2 separate regions of the Pan troglodytes genome follow, and region 1 is linked to region 2. Evidence: chromatin contacts called from public Hi-C data. All regions are on one chromosome and are shown on one strand. The core of a region is the stretch at or near the end of the contact, and the rest is flanking DNA. Distances in the headings are between cores, read along the strand shown. Region 1 holds the start of GALNT15 (polypeptide N-acetylgalactosaminyltransferase 15). Region 2 has its middle 110 kb from the start of GALNT15.

Region 1 (4,883 bases), core at 1,588-4,087, 110 kb before region 2:
TGGGGTGGGAATTTCCTGAAAATAGCTTTTAAAGGTAAGGCTTGAAAACAGTGTAGCGGGGTTGAAATGGAAGTAGGGTGAGGTGAGTGAGGCACCCGGGGCACACAATTTAAGGAGATGTTCACTCCCGGCTGGCTGACCCTGCAATTGCACGCCCTCGAGTGTGAGTGGCTGAGCAGCCAGGCTGAGGGGAACTAGATCAGGGATCCGAGGAGTGTGTGGCCCTGCTTCCAACTGCTGCCCTGCACAAATGTTTGCTTTCCAGGAAACTCTCCAGGCTCTGGGAGGAGCAATGGCCTATAGGAAAAGGGACCTAAATCACCAAACTAAAACTAACAAGCTGCCTTGCTCCCTGGATGCTGATAACCAAGGCTCCCTCCTCAGTGGCCAGCCATGGTGACAGTAAGGGAGTAGGGGGTGTGGAGGATGGGCCAGCATCTCCCTGGGCACAGCTCTGCCCATCACCTACACTTCTCAGCTTACCTCCTGGGGCTGGGGCTGCCCTGGCAGGGTAAATTGCAGTCAGCACAGTATTCTGGCTCTCAGGCACTGGACCTGTTTCCTTAGTCTAGTGGCCCAAGGCAGGTGGCATGGAGTGGTGGGTCAGGCAGACTGGAGCTCACATGCCTGCATTCAAATCCTGACCTTGTTACCTACTAGCAGCGTGACTGGGAAAGCAACTTCCCCTTGTTTTCATACCTATAGAATAAGCATGATGATACTACTAGCACCCATCTTGCAGAGCTGTGAGGACTTTCCAGGACTTTATGAGTTAATACATTAAAAGCTTGTAAAGTAAATCCAGACACATGGGAAGAGCCCCCTAAATGTAAACTGCAATTGTTATTTTGATCCAAACTAAAAGCAAACACTAACAATAACCCTAAAATCAAAATGTAGTGGAGTCAGAGTGTTAGAACTGGCGAATGTCTGCTCTAACCTCCCTTCTGTGTTATAGAAATAAAGCCATTTGACCTAAAGACAGAAGAACTAGAACCCAGGACGGAGAAGAGAATGAACAAGCAAGAGTCCTCACTTTCTGCTTTCTAGGACAATGATTCTCACCTGAAGGGCTTGTTCATACAGACCACTGGACCCCACCCAGAGTTTCTTGTTTGGCAGGTCTGGGATGGGGTCTGAGGATCTGCATTTCTGAGAACCCACCAGTGCCCAGGGGCTGCTGACGCTGCTGGCCCAGGTACTGCATCTTGAAAAGCACTTGCTCTAAGTCAGGAAAGGCAGGGTACAGAAAGTTTGCATTCCCAAGTTTGCTACCACCTGATCATGCCCTGGGATCAGGGAAGGGAAAACAAGGGCCTTACTTACAGTGGGTGCCGCACCTCAGGCAGAGCCCTCTGGAGGGGGATGCGGGCACTGAGTGCCTCCTGGAGGCCACGAGGGTCCAGGCTGAACGGGGTCAACTCCTCTTCTTCAGACACCTCCCCGTCCTCGTCAGCCCCCCAGTCCCTCTTTGGGGCTTCCTCATCCTGCCTCCTTGGCTGCTTGATGAGGCGGTAGCTGCCACCTCTCCTGCCCTGGCTCTGGTTCCTTCTGGCCTGGGGTAAGGCCACGGCCACCAGCAGCTGATCCTCCCGCAGTGAGATAAAGGGTGGCAGGCCCTCCAGAGGGCTGTACTCTTCACCCTCATCCTCAGCTTCCAGTACCCAATCCTGGGATTCCCCAAAGTCCAGGCGGTACCTGGCTTCAGGGCTGTGCTTGCTGGCTTGGGCTGTGACAGTCTGGTGCAGGGTGTGCGGGGGAGGGTGCAACATCGCCACCATCATCAGGACGCATCCCAGCATCAGGAGCAGCAGGAGGAACTGGAGTCTGCATGGTCTGTGCCTGTATCGCTTCCTTAGGAGCATGTTGCTAGAACTTGCCAAATGCAACAGGTCATGTTCAAGTTAGCTTTCTCCCGCTCCAGGCTCCTTCAAGCTTGCAGCAGAACCTGGGTTGCTTGTTCCACCTGGAAGTTTTTCTGCCAGTCACTTAACCTGCTCCTGACATTTGCCAACAGCGTGTGCAAGACCTGCTTCCACTTACAATCAGAAAACCACAGGACCCAAGTTTCACCCCAAGTCCTCTCTGAGTGGATTTCTTTAATTGCCTTCTGAAAGCCCATTCACAGGGACTTCAAATTGAATTGCTTCCCTCCCTTTACCCCGGTTTTCTCCTTGGGAAAAAAATAATGATTCCATTCTGCTCAGGTGTTTCTTTCCCCCTTTGTATAAATAGGTTGCTATGAGGTGTCTGGGATGAGCTGGTGGGTTCTCAGTCAAGCAGGGCTGACAGCCGTCCCTCTTTGGACGCTTCCAGTCAGGTCAGATCAACAGATGTAAAGCCGGCAGGCAGTGCCTGGTTTCCTTTCACACATAGCTCCACTCAGCCGAGAGCCCTCTGCCAGACACAACCCAGAGCCAAGCGTGCGCGTCACTCCTGGTCCTAATGCCCTCACTGTTCCCAGGCTTTGCATAACTCGGTGTGGTCACTGCTAGAGCCAAATCAAAACAGGAATATCCCAAGAGTTCAGAAGGAAAGACTAATACCCTCTGATTCAGAAAGGCTGTGTGTGTGGCATAGCTGCAAGGAGCTGCAGCTGTCTGTTTGCAACCTCAGCCTCCCACGGGGGATCAGGCAAACTAGGTTGGACTCTCCTTCCCTTCCTGGGGACCACTGTCCCTGTCCTCCTGAAAATGAGGGAGCTAAGGGAGATGATCTTGCAAGTCCCTTCTTCTCCCACAAGAGCAGCTGAATGCCTGCTCTGCCCTGGCCACCAAGGGGGACGCTGGAAGAGGAGTGGCATGCTCTTTCCCTCATCAAGCTTCCTTCATTTAACCAACACATAATTAATGAACACATGCTATGTGCCAAAATTGTTCTGGGAACTGGAAGTAGAGCAATGAATAACACAGACAAAAATGTGTGTCTCATGGAGCTTGCATTCTAGTGACAGATACAATTAAAACTATCCACTGGGTCAGATAGTGATGAGGATGAAGGCAAAAAAGCAGAGCAGGGATGGGGCTGGGGAGCATGGGCTGGGCTTGGAAATGGACATTGAGTGGTGGAGAAAGGTTTCATGGAAGAGTTACCATTTGTGTAAAGGAGAGGGCTGCACAGCTATTTGAGGTTGAGTGTTCGGGGCAGACAGAATGATAAATGTGAAGGTTCCAAGGCAAGAGTATGCTGGCATGTCTGAGGAACAGCAAAAGGCCGGCATGGCTGAAGCAAAGAGAGCAGGGTGGAGCCTGATGGGAAGTGGAATAAGAGAGGCAAGGGGGCGGGGGGCAGGAGGACCATGCAGGACACCCCCTGGTTGCATTGAAGGAACTTTGACTTTTCCTCTGAATGAGAGGGGAGCCCTTAGAGGAGAGACACAATCTGACTTGGGTTTTAACTGGATCATTCTGGCTGCTGGGTTGAGACTAATCAGTGGGGGGCAAAAAGCAGGAGCAGGGAGACCAACCAAGAGGTTCTTGGCTTGCACTAAGAGGCATCGGTGGTGACAGGGGTCAGCTTGTGGATATAGTTTAAGGAAGAACCTATAGGATTTGCTGATGAATTAATGACTAATGTGAGAGGAAGAGAAGAGTCAAGATGAGTTCAAATTTTTGTTCTGAGTAGTTGGAAGAATAGACTTGCCATTAACCAAGATGGGGAAGGAGAGAAGGTGGAAGGAGATGAATGCATGCCAGTGGCTTGATTTGGAACATGTGACATTCGAGATGTCCTCTAGACAGCTAAGAGGAGACGAAGTGAAGGCAGCAGTTGTAGGATAGCTGAAGGTCAGAGGGAGGTCTGGCCTGCATATACAAAGCTGGACTCCAGCAGCACTCAGATAGTGTTTGAAGCCGTGAGACCTGAGATCACTGAGGGAGTGAGGTAGGTAGAAGGGAGAAGAGAATCTAGCGTGCTCAGTTTTCAGGCTTCTAGCTTGAACAGGTTGAAGGATAGCTGACCATCACCATGAGCTGTGTTTCTTCTGATGGCTGTAAAGCAGCCATGCTGTCTGCAACCAAGAGTGGAGGGGGGAAAACTGCCATTGGGGAAGTCCTGCAATGAACTTGCTCATTGTTTTTGTCTTTATTTTGATCTTAGAATGTCAGCTAAAATGTTCGTGGAAAAAAATGTTTTACCTTTTGACTCAGTTGTTTCTTCCAGTGTGTGTGGTGTGTCTGTGCACACTCACGTGCACAAGCATGTATACACGTGTGTTTTCATGAAGTCAGAGGTGAAATAGTGGGTTATGTGTGGTTGTTCTCCTGGAATCCCATTGTAATGCCCCAGTGGACAGTGCTTAGCAATTTCTGGATTGAATTGTGTCTTCCAAATCTCAAATCAGGGTGTATTGCCAGGTGGGGATACTGTGTCATTTCCAAATTCAAGAGGCAGACATCCTGGGAGATGTAGTTCAGAATATCTGGAGACATTTTGAGGTTAATGAGGATGAAGGATTAGAAGGTTCCAAATCCAGGAGGCCTTCAGAAAACTGAGTGTGCAGAGTCACCATCTTCCACTCATCTCTAGCAACGCTGTGCTTGAACTTACCAAGAACAGCCCACCCCAGGGCTGTCACCCTGGCCAGCCCACTGCTTGAGCACTCTTTCCCCAGAAAGTCATCCATATGGCTCATTTCTTCATTTTTGTGTTCCCCAGAAAGTCATCCATGTGGCTCATTTCTTCATTTTTGTGTTCACTCCAATGTCACCTATTTAGTGAAGGCTTCGTGGACCCCCCATTCTACATTGAAACCCCTCATCAACACGGGGCTTTCTTTGAGAATCTCTGTGGCTCTTCTCAACACCTGGCAAATTAAAATACTAAGGTGTTTATTGTCTGTTTCTCCGCCCACTCCCATAAAACGTAAGCTCCGCAAGGGCAGG
Region 2 (4,773 bases), core at 1,134-3,633:
CTCCCTGTTTCTTAGTCCCAATGTGTTATCTATAAAAACTCAGAAGGATAAGCAACATCACAGCACTGAGGTGAAGATAAAAGGAGATCATATTCTGTGAACACCCTTGGCTCCACAATAGGTATTTAAGAACAATTTGTTGAATTCATCTGATTTGTTTGGCTTTTGTCGGTTAGCAAGATGCCAGTAACCAGCGAGTGGCTTACTAGATCCCAGGTGCTGAGCCAGGCATTTTGTGTACATCATTTCTTTTCACCTTCTCATCAATTCTGTAAGGAAGGTTCTTTTCATTACACCCATTTTGTGCCTAAGAAAACTGCAGCCCAGAATGTTAAAGTAATCTGTCCATGGCCCCTTCTAGAAAGAAGGCAGAGCTAAGACTCAACTCCAAGTTCTGGTTTCAAAGTCTAACTCTAACGCTATGGAGCCTCTCTCAAGAGTTTCCTTTTTTGTAAACATAATGTTGGGGGTCTCCTCTCCTCGAGAAATGCCTGGAGAATTAAATGAGTTATATTTTAATGAGCTTGGAGAGCATCATCTCCAACCATCTCATTTTATAGATGAGGAAACCGAGGTCCAGGGAGGCAACTTACCCAAGACCCAGCAGCTGGTGCCAGAACCTGGAACAGCAGGTTCCAGTTCTGACACCCCCATGCTCTATTGTGAAAAACAGCAGGCATACAGAAAATAAAATTGCTTCATGGAATATCAAAAAACAGTCTTGCAACCACCAGCCATGTCAAAAAAGAGAACATTCCAGCACCCCAGGAACCCCCTCTCATACTCCTTTCCCTTCTAAAAGTAACCAATATCCTGACTTTTATGGGAATCATTTACTTGTTTTTCATTATAATATGATACATATATCCTATATATCACCAAACTATGCATTCCTAAGCACTATGGTTTAACTTTTCCTAAATTTGAGTTTTACAGTGTAACACCACAGTGCATACTCTTTTGTGTGTAACTTTTTTTCCTGAATATTTTGTCTGTGTTTCAGCCATGTTGCATGCAGCCGTAGTTCATTCATTTTCATGGCTGTATAGTATTTGCACTCATTGAATTGTGTCCCCCAAAAAATTCACATCCACATAGAACCTCAGAAAGTGACCTCATTTGGAAACAGGACCTTTGCAGATGTAATCAGTTAAAATGATTCATACCGGATTGGGGGGCCCTTAATCTGATGACTGTTGTCTTTATAAGATGTTCATGTGAAGACATTGAGAGAAACAGGGAGAGTACCATGTGAAGATGGGGGCAGAGATGGGAGTGATGACAGCTACAAGCCAGGGAATGCCAAGGATTGCAGGCAAAGACCAGAAGCTGGGAGACAGGCATGGAGCAGATTCTCCCCGAGAACCTCCAGAAGGAACCAACCCTCCTGATAACTTGATTTTACACTTCTAGCCTCCTCAATTGTGAAATGATAAATTCCTGTTATTTTAAGCCACACAGTTTGTACTAATTTGTTATGGCAGCCCTAGGAAATGAATATAGTATTCCACTGTATAAACAGCTGCAGTTTACTTATAAATATACCACCATTTCTTGATCCATTCTGACGTTGATGTCGTTTGCTTAGTTTCTCATTTGGAGCTATTATGAGCAATGCCACTGTGAACATTGTTGTTCATGTGTCCTGGTGCAAGGATGTGCACTTCTCTGGATGACATGCCTCCACTGCCACCCTGCTTCCTGAGCAGTCAGCCCTCTATGGCTATAGCAGTAGAAACTCTGGGTCCTGGTAATGAAACAACTCAGATAAAGCAGAAAAAGACAACAGTGCAACTAGCCAGAGCCCTGCTGGTGATGCACCCTCTGATTCACTGCAGCTCCAGCCAAGCTTCTCCTGCATGAATTCTCCATTCCTCCATCCCTGACCTTGCTGTGGCCCTGACTCCAGCAATCACTACCTCCCACTGACAGGGGAGGATCCTCTCCCTGACTTTGGCTCTGCCCTGCCTCCACCAGAGTCTCTACACTCCCTTTAGTCCCTTTCTTTTTTTCTTTTCTTTTTTTTTTTTTTTTTTGCTAGCTGATCGAGTTTGGAACTGGTCTGTTCTTTGTTGCCCCCCTGGACTCAGCCATAGCATCTCAGACCAAAAGTTCCTAACAATGGTCCCTCCTTGCAAGGAGAGGCTTCCTGAAGTATTTTCTCCCCCATTTACCAGGAAATCCACTGATTTTAGAGATTTTCCACCCCTAAGGACAGTGAGAGGCTGAGGGCAGAGAGTGTAAGGCATCACGGGGCAGGAGAGGTGAGCGTTTATGTGGTGGAAGCTGGGGTGCCGATGCACGTGGCTGCAACAGCATCTCCCGGTGGCCAAGTCACAGGGGAAGAAAAGAATGTTTGTGTCAACCACCAAAGGGCTGAGGTAAACAGTTGTCTTCACTCACTGCCCATTCCTGAAGATGAGTCACTTCCCAAACTTCCAGAGCTGTGACGACAATTGTTTATCTGACATGAACATTGAGCTTGTTTTCATTGCTGCAATACCATCTCGAAGCACACTGGGTTGTCCTTCTTCTGAGTAATAACATCCTCTTATTATGAATTCTGTATTTCATTTGGACCCACCTTCTTAGCATTTGTATTACTCCGTACAACTTGTTCTAGGAAATTGTGAAAATAGCAATATTGAGGTAAATAGAATTCTTTTTTTTTTCATTTATTTTTAGGAAAATCTTACTGCTTTGATTTTAAAATCTGATGACAAATCTGTGGTTAACCCCACCCATCACTGTGCTGAAGAAAGAAATTGGATATTTTTTCTGTGGGATTTCAGCAGTCAATACTCTTTCCTTATTGCTCAAAGTCCTCCCACAGAGAAGTTCTGGGGAAATAGAGAGAAGGCAAAGGGTGGCAGTTGGGAGCCAAAATGCTTAGAGTTATAGTAAATGCAAAATGTGTTAAAAAGAACCTTGAGCTTTCAGCGGTACCACTGTCTTATATCCAACTCACAGAGCAATGTGGTGGGGGATGTATCAGGCAAGGTTCAATCAAGGCAGCATGACCACGATGGATGATGTAGAAAAACACAGATTTGCAATAGAGATTGGACCTGGAGTCATGATGGGAGTTGGTGGAGATGTCTGTGCAAGGCTGTTCCCTCTGCATTTGGCGGGCCAATCCTGAAGTTGCTATGGGTCAGCAGGCCAGGCTGTTTGGATGGAAAGCTGGACATGAAGTGCAAAAAAGCAAGGAAAACGAAAATCTGTGAAGACAAAGAGGAATCCATGAGGACCAACTGAAATCCATAGGGACCAACTGCAAGTCATATCTGTCTTCTACCATCTCAATCTCAACCACATCGGTGACCCGCAAGCTGGGATCCTCCATCATGGAGTGACACACACTCCTGGCCAGAGCAGCTACAGGAGGAGGTCCAGAAGGAGGAGAGGAGGTGCAGGCCCAGCTGCTGCCCTGTGTAGGTCCGTGATGAGTGAAGACTGCAGCAGCCCCTTGTGCCTGACACTGACCTCCAGACAGTGATGGCTGATGCTCCACATTCACCTTCCAAATCTCACGCAGATTCCTCACATGGCACTCCTAATCTAGACCATATAGGGGAAGGAATTCTGGGAAATGTAGTTCTAGTAGCTAAGTTGACACAATACAAAACCATCACAGTGGTGGAGTCAGAAATACCAGGCAGATAGTAAGTATGGTGCTCCCTTCTAGAGGCACCACTAAGCTAACACGCATACACTGCTTACAACGTGCCAGACACTCTTCCCAGCACTTGACACACACCAACTCATTCAATCCTCTGAACAGTCTGATGAAGTAGTTACTTTCATTATTCTTATTTCATAGATGAAAAGCTAAGGCACAGAGAAGACCACAAAGATAGTAAGAGGCAGACAAATTCTAGCATGATAGTGGTCATACTGGGCAGCCCTTCATCTGTATTTTTTATGGCCTGCTATTTTTAAATCCTGAATCCTGCTTTCTTCTAGTTTTCTGTTTTAATATGCTGTTCCCTCTCTGTCAGATCTGGGGGCCCTGACTGAATTTTCTTATGAGTGAATTATTCTGGTATGACTATAGCTCTCCTCTTCCCTGTAATCCATGTGAAAAGAAATGTATGTCTTTTCTCATATTGTCTTAATTCCAGGATAAAAACCTCCTGCTTTCTCTCTCCCCTTTCCTTTCACTTTCTGCTTCTCTTTGCTTTGCTCACACTTTTCCTTTTCAGCTGCCTCCCTCGTCCAACTCTCCTGCCTCCACATGTCTCTGTTAAAGCAGCGATTGGGGAATAAAGACCCATCAAGAGAGTCTTCTAGAAGTCTTGGGACCTAGATTACAAAAGAGGTGAGGAAATGAGGACAGAGCCTGGCGAGAGTATGCAGAGGTTACAAACTTCCTTACACAATTAAACAGAGGTAGGAGGTTACTTAATGGGGAAAAATCCTATCAGTCCCTCAGAGGTGAATTTTAATTTCCATTTGTGTGGTAGACATAATTTTCCAAACAAAGTTGTGTCCCTGGGATTTTCTGCCAAATATTAATTTCCTTCCTCTGCGTTGGAGCTCTAGTATCTGGGCGTGTTGCAAAGCGTCTTCAATATGTGTTTAATATTGTACAGGCAATCAAAGGATGTGAGGACTTGCAGCAAATCTAAAACAGCTTAAAATCAAGAGTTGTTGAAAATTAAGAGCTTTGTGGTTGCCATGTTTTCCTTTTTTTTTTTTTTTAACAGACTGTCATTCCAGACCATTACAGACTGAAGAGAAGTTATTCTATTTTTCAGGACCGCCAAAGTA

Evidence for each region. Hi-C and Micro-C count contacts between places; a contact is called where the count stands out from the background.
Region 1: a contact with region 2 is called in a Hi-C map of stem cell-derived neural progenitor cells, with 5 times the contacts expected there. The contact joins the promoter of GALNT15 here to the enhancer-like site in region 2. A contact is called at or near these places in 4 of 7 Hi-C or Micro-C datasets (blood, induced pluripotent stem cells and stem cell-derived neural progenitor cells) and 1 of 1 other capture datasets (stem cell-derived neural stem cells).

Annotation. Positions count from the first base shown.
Region 1 is chr2:20,173,004-20,177,886 of NHGRI_mPanTro3-v2.0_pri, reverse strand. It overlaps GALNT15 (polypeptide N-acetylgalactosaminyltransferase 15), which reads right to left and starts at 2,837. Exons shown (of 11, transcript XR_010155124.1): 1 at 1,327-2,837.
Region 2 is chr2:20,060,436-20,065,208 of NHGRI_mPanTro3-v2.0_pri, reverse strand. No RefSeq gene overlaps it. Among named protein-coding and RNA genes, the nearest start is that of GALNT15, 110 kb to the left of the region's middle. Within about 2 kb of position 2,383, at least 9 of the 24 cell types and tissues checked have an H3K27ac peak or open chromatin away from gene starts, as enhancers often do. A contact at or near this core is called in stem cell-derived neural progenitor cells and stem cell-derived neural stem cells, where this site is marked.